2 separate regions of the Anas platyrhynchos genome follow, and region 2 is linked to region 1. Evidence: chromatin contacts called from public Hi-C data. All regions are on one chromosome and are shown on one strand. Each heading gives the region's core, a stretch centred on a gene start, on an enhancer-like site or on the middle of the called end of the contact. The rest is flanking DNA. Distances are from core to core; before and after follow the strand shown. Region 1 overlaps ACBD6 (acyl-CoA binding domain containing 6). Region 2 holds the start of LOC101797716 (ADAMTS-like protein 2).

What was found. A called contact is a pair of places that touch in the nucleus more often than the background predicts.
Region 2: a contact with region 1 is called in a Hi-C map of skeletal muscle, with 3 times the contacts expected there. The contact joins the promoter of LOC101797716 here to the enhancer-like site in region 1. A contact is called at or near these places in 2 of 8 Hi-C or Micro-C datasets (skeletal muscle and subcutaneous adipose tissue).

The regions. Positions count from the first base shown.
Region 1 is chr8:18,485,092-18,487,791 of IASCAAS_PekinDuck_T2T, forward strand. All of the region lies in intron 3 of ACBD6 (acyl-CoA binding domain containing 6), which reads left to right. Among named protein-coding and RNA genes, the nearest start is that of ACBD6, 18 kb to the left of the region's middle. Within about 2 kb of position 1,355, at least 1 of the 8 cell types and tissues checked has an H3K27ac peak or open chromatin away from gene starts, as enhancers often do.
Region 2 is chr8:18,670,780-18,673,479 of IASCAAS_PekinDuck_T2T, forward strand. LOC101797716 (ADAMTS-like protein 2) reads left to right here and starts at 1,255. Exons shown (of 18, transcript XM_027463149.3): 1 at 1,255-1,532. The coding sequence starts at 1,345.

The sequences.
Region 1 (2,700 bases), core at 105-2,604:
CTGAGCCCGAGCCTTACCCCGGTGCCTTCAGCAGCCTCCTGCTGCCACCCTTTGATCCTTCCCCAGCCCGGCTCAGCGGGGACAGGGACTGCCAAATATCTCTCCGTTCTGTCACTTCTTTGTCTGCAGAGCTCGTAAATCCAGCCTCTGCCTTTACGACCCGGATCTGCTGGAGGCAAGATTTCCGTGGCGGTGGTCGGGCGGTCCAGGAACTGCGGTCCCCAGCAAGCAGGGGATGAATCCCACAACAGGCAGGCTGGGCACGGGGGCAGATGTCCTGGCACTGCCGTGTTGCTCAAATTTAGGGTGGCTTCAGAGCATGAGCTGCATCCCACGCAGCCTTTCAGTCTTTTCAGTTTGGCTCGGGACATACTTCTTGCCCAAACAAACGTCTCTTTTAATCTGTACAGATGAATGCCTTGGATTAAATTGACCAGAGAAACGGCAATTACAGTAAAGGCTGTTTGTACGTATGCCTTGGGCTGCTGTGCCTGGGCACTTGGGGATTATTTTTTTATATGGTCAACGTGACAGAAGTGATCGATTGCTTCCAGGGCTGAGGATGCAGGGCGCTGTGCTCCTGGTTTCTGCCTCCCGTCGGCGGGCTGCATGCTGGCCCCGTGCTTCACCTACTGGGCTGTGGACCTGGGGAGTCCGCAGGTGACTGCAGCAGACACAAAAAGGAGCTGAGGAAAAGCAAGTCTGCCATCACTCCTGCTGTTCTCACCTGTGGACCTCCTTTTCCATTAAAAAAAAAGCTCCACACACCAAAAAAATGTTGTGAACCGCTGCATGAGGTTTCTTGGCTGAGCATATTATTTCATGTCATGCAAATGTTAAAATGTAGACAGTGAGTCATGAAATCAGAGCTGCTAGCAACAGTAAAACTTGCTCAGAGTTAATGCTAAGCATTTTACGTTTATTTCCCCTCCCCTGACTGTCTTTACTACTAATTTCCAACTGTGTTGATGGTACAGTTTTTAATTAACTCATTAAATGAGTAATCTTCGAGGCTTTGCCTAAGATTGCGGGTCTGTTAAACTATGCAACACGACGACATTAATTATAGTGTGTTTGTTTTTATCTTCCGAATATAATCAGGAAAATATTTCTTCCGTCTTGGATTGTGTTTATAGGAGGAAATTCCGCAATGGGATTTAAAAGAACCAGAAACCTTTTTTTTTTTTTAATGTAGCCGTTAATGGAATTTTAACTAAACTGTCTCTGCAATATTTAAAAAACAAAAAACAACCAAAACCCATTATCCTGGGGAATGTACTGCTGTTTTTTTTTTTTTTCCTAGGACAGCGTGCTCAAATTGTACAGCTCCTCAGTGGTCTGTTGAAGATGCTCCAGGAGCTGAGTCATGTGCATTCGCCGGCCGAGCTGCTGCTCGGAGCCAAGGAGGGTTGTTGGGAGAGGAATATTAAAACCCGCAGTTTCTGACGGGCATTAGTAGGGCTGGTTCACGAGAGGCAGCTTTACAGAAGAGCTTAGCAGTGTATTTTTATCTTGTTTGCATCTAGCTGGCCGCCACCACTCCGTAGAGTGGTGAGGAATGCTGAGCTCATACTTTTTAGCAGGGAAGGGAGGATTTTTATGAATGCTACTGAAGCATTTAATTTAGTGCCTAATCTTGCAGACAGTCATTTTCGTTTTCCTTTGGCAGCGTCGCCCCTGAAGGGTTAATATTTACCGAGTAGTGTGAAGTTCAGCCAGGCCGAGAAGATACAGGTGGAAAATACCTTCGGAGGAGCACATCGCTTGTCCTCATTTCATGCCTCATTAGCTGCCCCGTCCTGCATTGTTATGGGGTCAGGAGCAGCCACACGCTTGGGGGAGAGGGGACATCTCCTCCCATCCCCGGACCACCTGCGTTTGGGGTGCAGCTCAGCCTCCTCCTCATCGCTCTCCTGGCACTGGCCTCGGCTAGTAAAGGGAAAGACGGCAGCAATTATGGCACACACAATTAACGAGCTTCTAATCTCCAGCCTTGCGTGTAATTGCTGCTGTCAAATACAATTAGTGTCTGCCCAAGTTCCCTTCCCAGGGGGATAGCCGGGCCATGACACAGGGGGAGAGGAGGGAGGGGATGGCTGAAACTTTAGGAGAGTTTACATTTTCTTGTTGCCTCCCTAATAATCCTCGCCCCTCAAATGGTGTGCAGAAATGTTAATCCGGTGCATTTAGGGGACGTGGTAACCAGCACAGCACTCCTTGAGGTCTACCCCTGGGTTAGCTCTGAGGCGTCTTCTGTCAAATTTGTCGCCTGAGACAATGCCAGCTTAATTACAATTCAATCAGCACGCTTCAAGGGTTTGCTGCTGACTTCGTGCGAGCCTGAGGGGGTTAGAGGACGATGCCTGTCCCGTCGTGGCAGCTGAGGCTGGAACAACTGATCATCTCCTGGGTGTACTTTGGGCAGGTTGGACTCAGGATGAGTTTTCTCCTGCTGCCACCAAGCAAACCTCCATGGATGCCCAGAGCTCACAGCTCCTCCAGGCTCAGGACCCTTAGGGCCACGTAGGAAGGGACGTAGGAAGATTGGTGCAGAGCAAGCATTGATGGAAGCCTCTGGGCTGTGTATTCACCTCTGCGGGAACACTTCAGGAAAGTTTTTATTGTAATGACCTTACTGGGGGTGTTTCTTGTCTCCTTCCCATGTGCCAGGTAGTGCTGCTCCTCTACACAAAACTTGTC
Region 2 (2,700 bases), core at 5-2,504, 190 kb after region 1:
GTCTGGGATGAGAGCAGGACTAGTGAGAAAGGTCAGGCCAGGCACTGAGGGGCCCTGCAGGGGAGAGCACTGCAGTTCACCTGGATTTGCCCTGTCATGCTCTGGTAGTGCCTCACATGCAATCCCCCCTCCCCAAATCCTCTCTGCACCATATGTTACTCAACAGCCTGCTGCTGCCTCCTGCCCTTCCTGGGGCTGCAGCTCAGCAGCTGGTGGTGAGGGGCTGAAGATCAGCCACAGCACAGCTTGTGTGAGAGCAGCACAGCACCCAGCAAGCTCATGCAGCCGGAGCTGGCCTCCCTTTCCTTCTTACCCACAGCCTCTCCCCCACCTCTGCACCTCCAAAGGGCTCTGCTTATCTTCAGGGCAGGAGCTGCCTCACGAGGAGGATGCAGCAGGGCACAAAACCCAAGAATCGACTCAAGCTTTAGCGGAAGGCAGCTCACGGAGAAACTACATTATTTCACAACTCCTCTCCCTTGTTTTCTGTGGGATGGGTCAGTAGCGGGTTGCCCTCCTCCTCCCTTTGCCCCCCGCCTGCTGGCAGACGGCTTTGATCAGGAGCCCCGCGTTGCTCCCCCCTGCTGCCACCCCTCCATCCTTCCTCTCCCCTACCGAGAGGCCGAAGCCCTGGGTGGGGGAGAGGCGTGGAGGCCTCGCATCACCTTCCCACTGCAGGGGGATCCAGCAGGGAGCAGGGAAGGTGCCAGGAAGCTTTTTAAGCTGTTTCCTTCCTTTTTGAACTCGCACAGTTGACTAGCTCAGCACGCCAGCCCGAGAGCAGTGCCTGGAAGACTGGGATCAACAGAGTCCTTTAGTCTGGGACGCCCCAGGTTGCTTATGGGGGCTTCACTGCTTCCTCCAGGGCCTCGTGCAGCGCAAGCAGGATGCGGCGGGCTCGTCCTGTCACTGCTGACAGGGAGCTGGAGGGGAAAAAGCAGCGAGCGAGGCGGCGAGCCTCGTGTCCTCCCATGAACCACGACCCGCTCCGTTTGCCATATACACCCCGCAGCTCTCCCTCCCGCTGAGACAGCGAAGCCCAAAGCCAGGCGATCGCCTAGCGAGCAGCATCTCCCCCAGCTTTTCGGGATAAAACACCAAAAAGCAGCCCCGGGCCGGGGCCGCCCCCCTCCACCTTCCCCCGGCGCCTTCCCCTCAGGAGGCCGGCGGCGGGGCGGGACGGGGCTGGGGCTGAGCCCCGGGGCTGCCCGGCCCCGCCGTGCCCCGCTCCCCGCCCCCGGCGGCTCCGAGCGCCGTCTCCCCCCCTTCATCCCTCCCTCCCCCGGCGGCTGCGGGCCGCTGCCGGCCGCCCGGCAGGTTGTAAAGTCATTAAGCCCCTCAGCCATGCCGGCCCGCGCCCCGGCGGCTCCTGCCACGGCCGCTGGTGGGCCGCCACCGCGCCGCCTCCTCCGCGGCAGCAGCAGCAGCAGCGCGGCATGGCCGCCGCTCCCCGCCGCCTCCTCCTCCTCCTCCTCTTCCTCCTCCTCCTCCTCCTCCTTCTCCTCAGCGCCGCCGCCCCCCTCGGCGCTAAGGTAAGCGGCGGCGGAGCCTCCCCCCTGCTCGCCCCTCGCCCTTCCCCTCAGCCTCCTCCGCCAACACAAAAGGCCGGCGGGGCGAGAGGGGGGTCCCCGGGGGGCTGCGGGGCCTCGCCGCTCGCCTGGGTGCCGGGCGGGGAGGTGACAGCCGGGTGGGGATGGAAAAAAGGGGGGTCTGTGCTTTGAGACCCCCGTGGGGGCACCTTGATCCCCCGAGGTGCATGTGCGGGAGCCGGAGCCTGGTGCTCCCCTTGTCCCTGGTGTCAGAGCAGCACTGAGAGCCCGCAGCGAGACCTTTCCCTTTCCCCTTACCCCTTTCTCCTTACCCCTTTCCCCTAACCCCTTTCCTCTTCCCCTTCCTTCCCCTGTGGCCAGACCACCCTTCACAGGGTGCTGGCCGAGCCTCCTGCTTGCAGGGGTCACCACACACCCTGGGGCTCCACGTGGGAGCTTCCCGGCCAGGTCCCTCTGTGCAGGAGGGATCCTGCGCTGCTAGCAGAAAGAAGAAGGGCTTGGACTGGTTTTTTTCCTTCCCCAGACAAAGCCACGGTGAGGTGAAGCAGTCTCACAAGAGCTGTCTAATGCACAGCGATAGGCACCGCAGCTTTACACCCAGCTTTGTCCCGCAGCGTCTCCTGAGCTAGGCTTGTCCTTGTTTTAAGCTCAGGCAGTGTCCCACTTCCACTGCGTGTTCACCGCCTGCTCTGCTTACCCCGAACCGTAGGGCTCAGCCAGACAGAGCAAGCCAGGTCAAGCTGAGCAGCTGTGAAATCCTTCATCTAGGCGTGGAGGAGTCCGTTCAGGTCGGTGACTGCATACACAAGCCCGGGCTGCTCGGGGTCCTGCTGCCACAGACCCCCGTGGGGGCACCCAGGACTCCGTGGCTCAGGGTGACCCCGTGGAGATGAAGGATTGCACGCTGCAGGAATGGCTGGTGGTATTGCTGCATGCCCTCCGATCGCTATCTTCCGTGCCAGGCCACGCACACAGCAGTCATTAAGGGATTAACCTGCAATTGCTTTTGCTCTCTGGTTTTCTACAGCAGGGTTATACAGAGAATGCGATAGAAAGCCTCCATCCCTAGATAAGCAAATTCCTCCCTGTGTGGAGCTGTCTCGGCTCAGTGTATTCAATGCCTCTGAAAAAACTGGTGGTAGAGATGCCT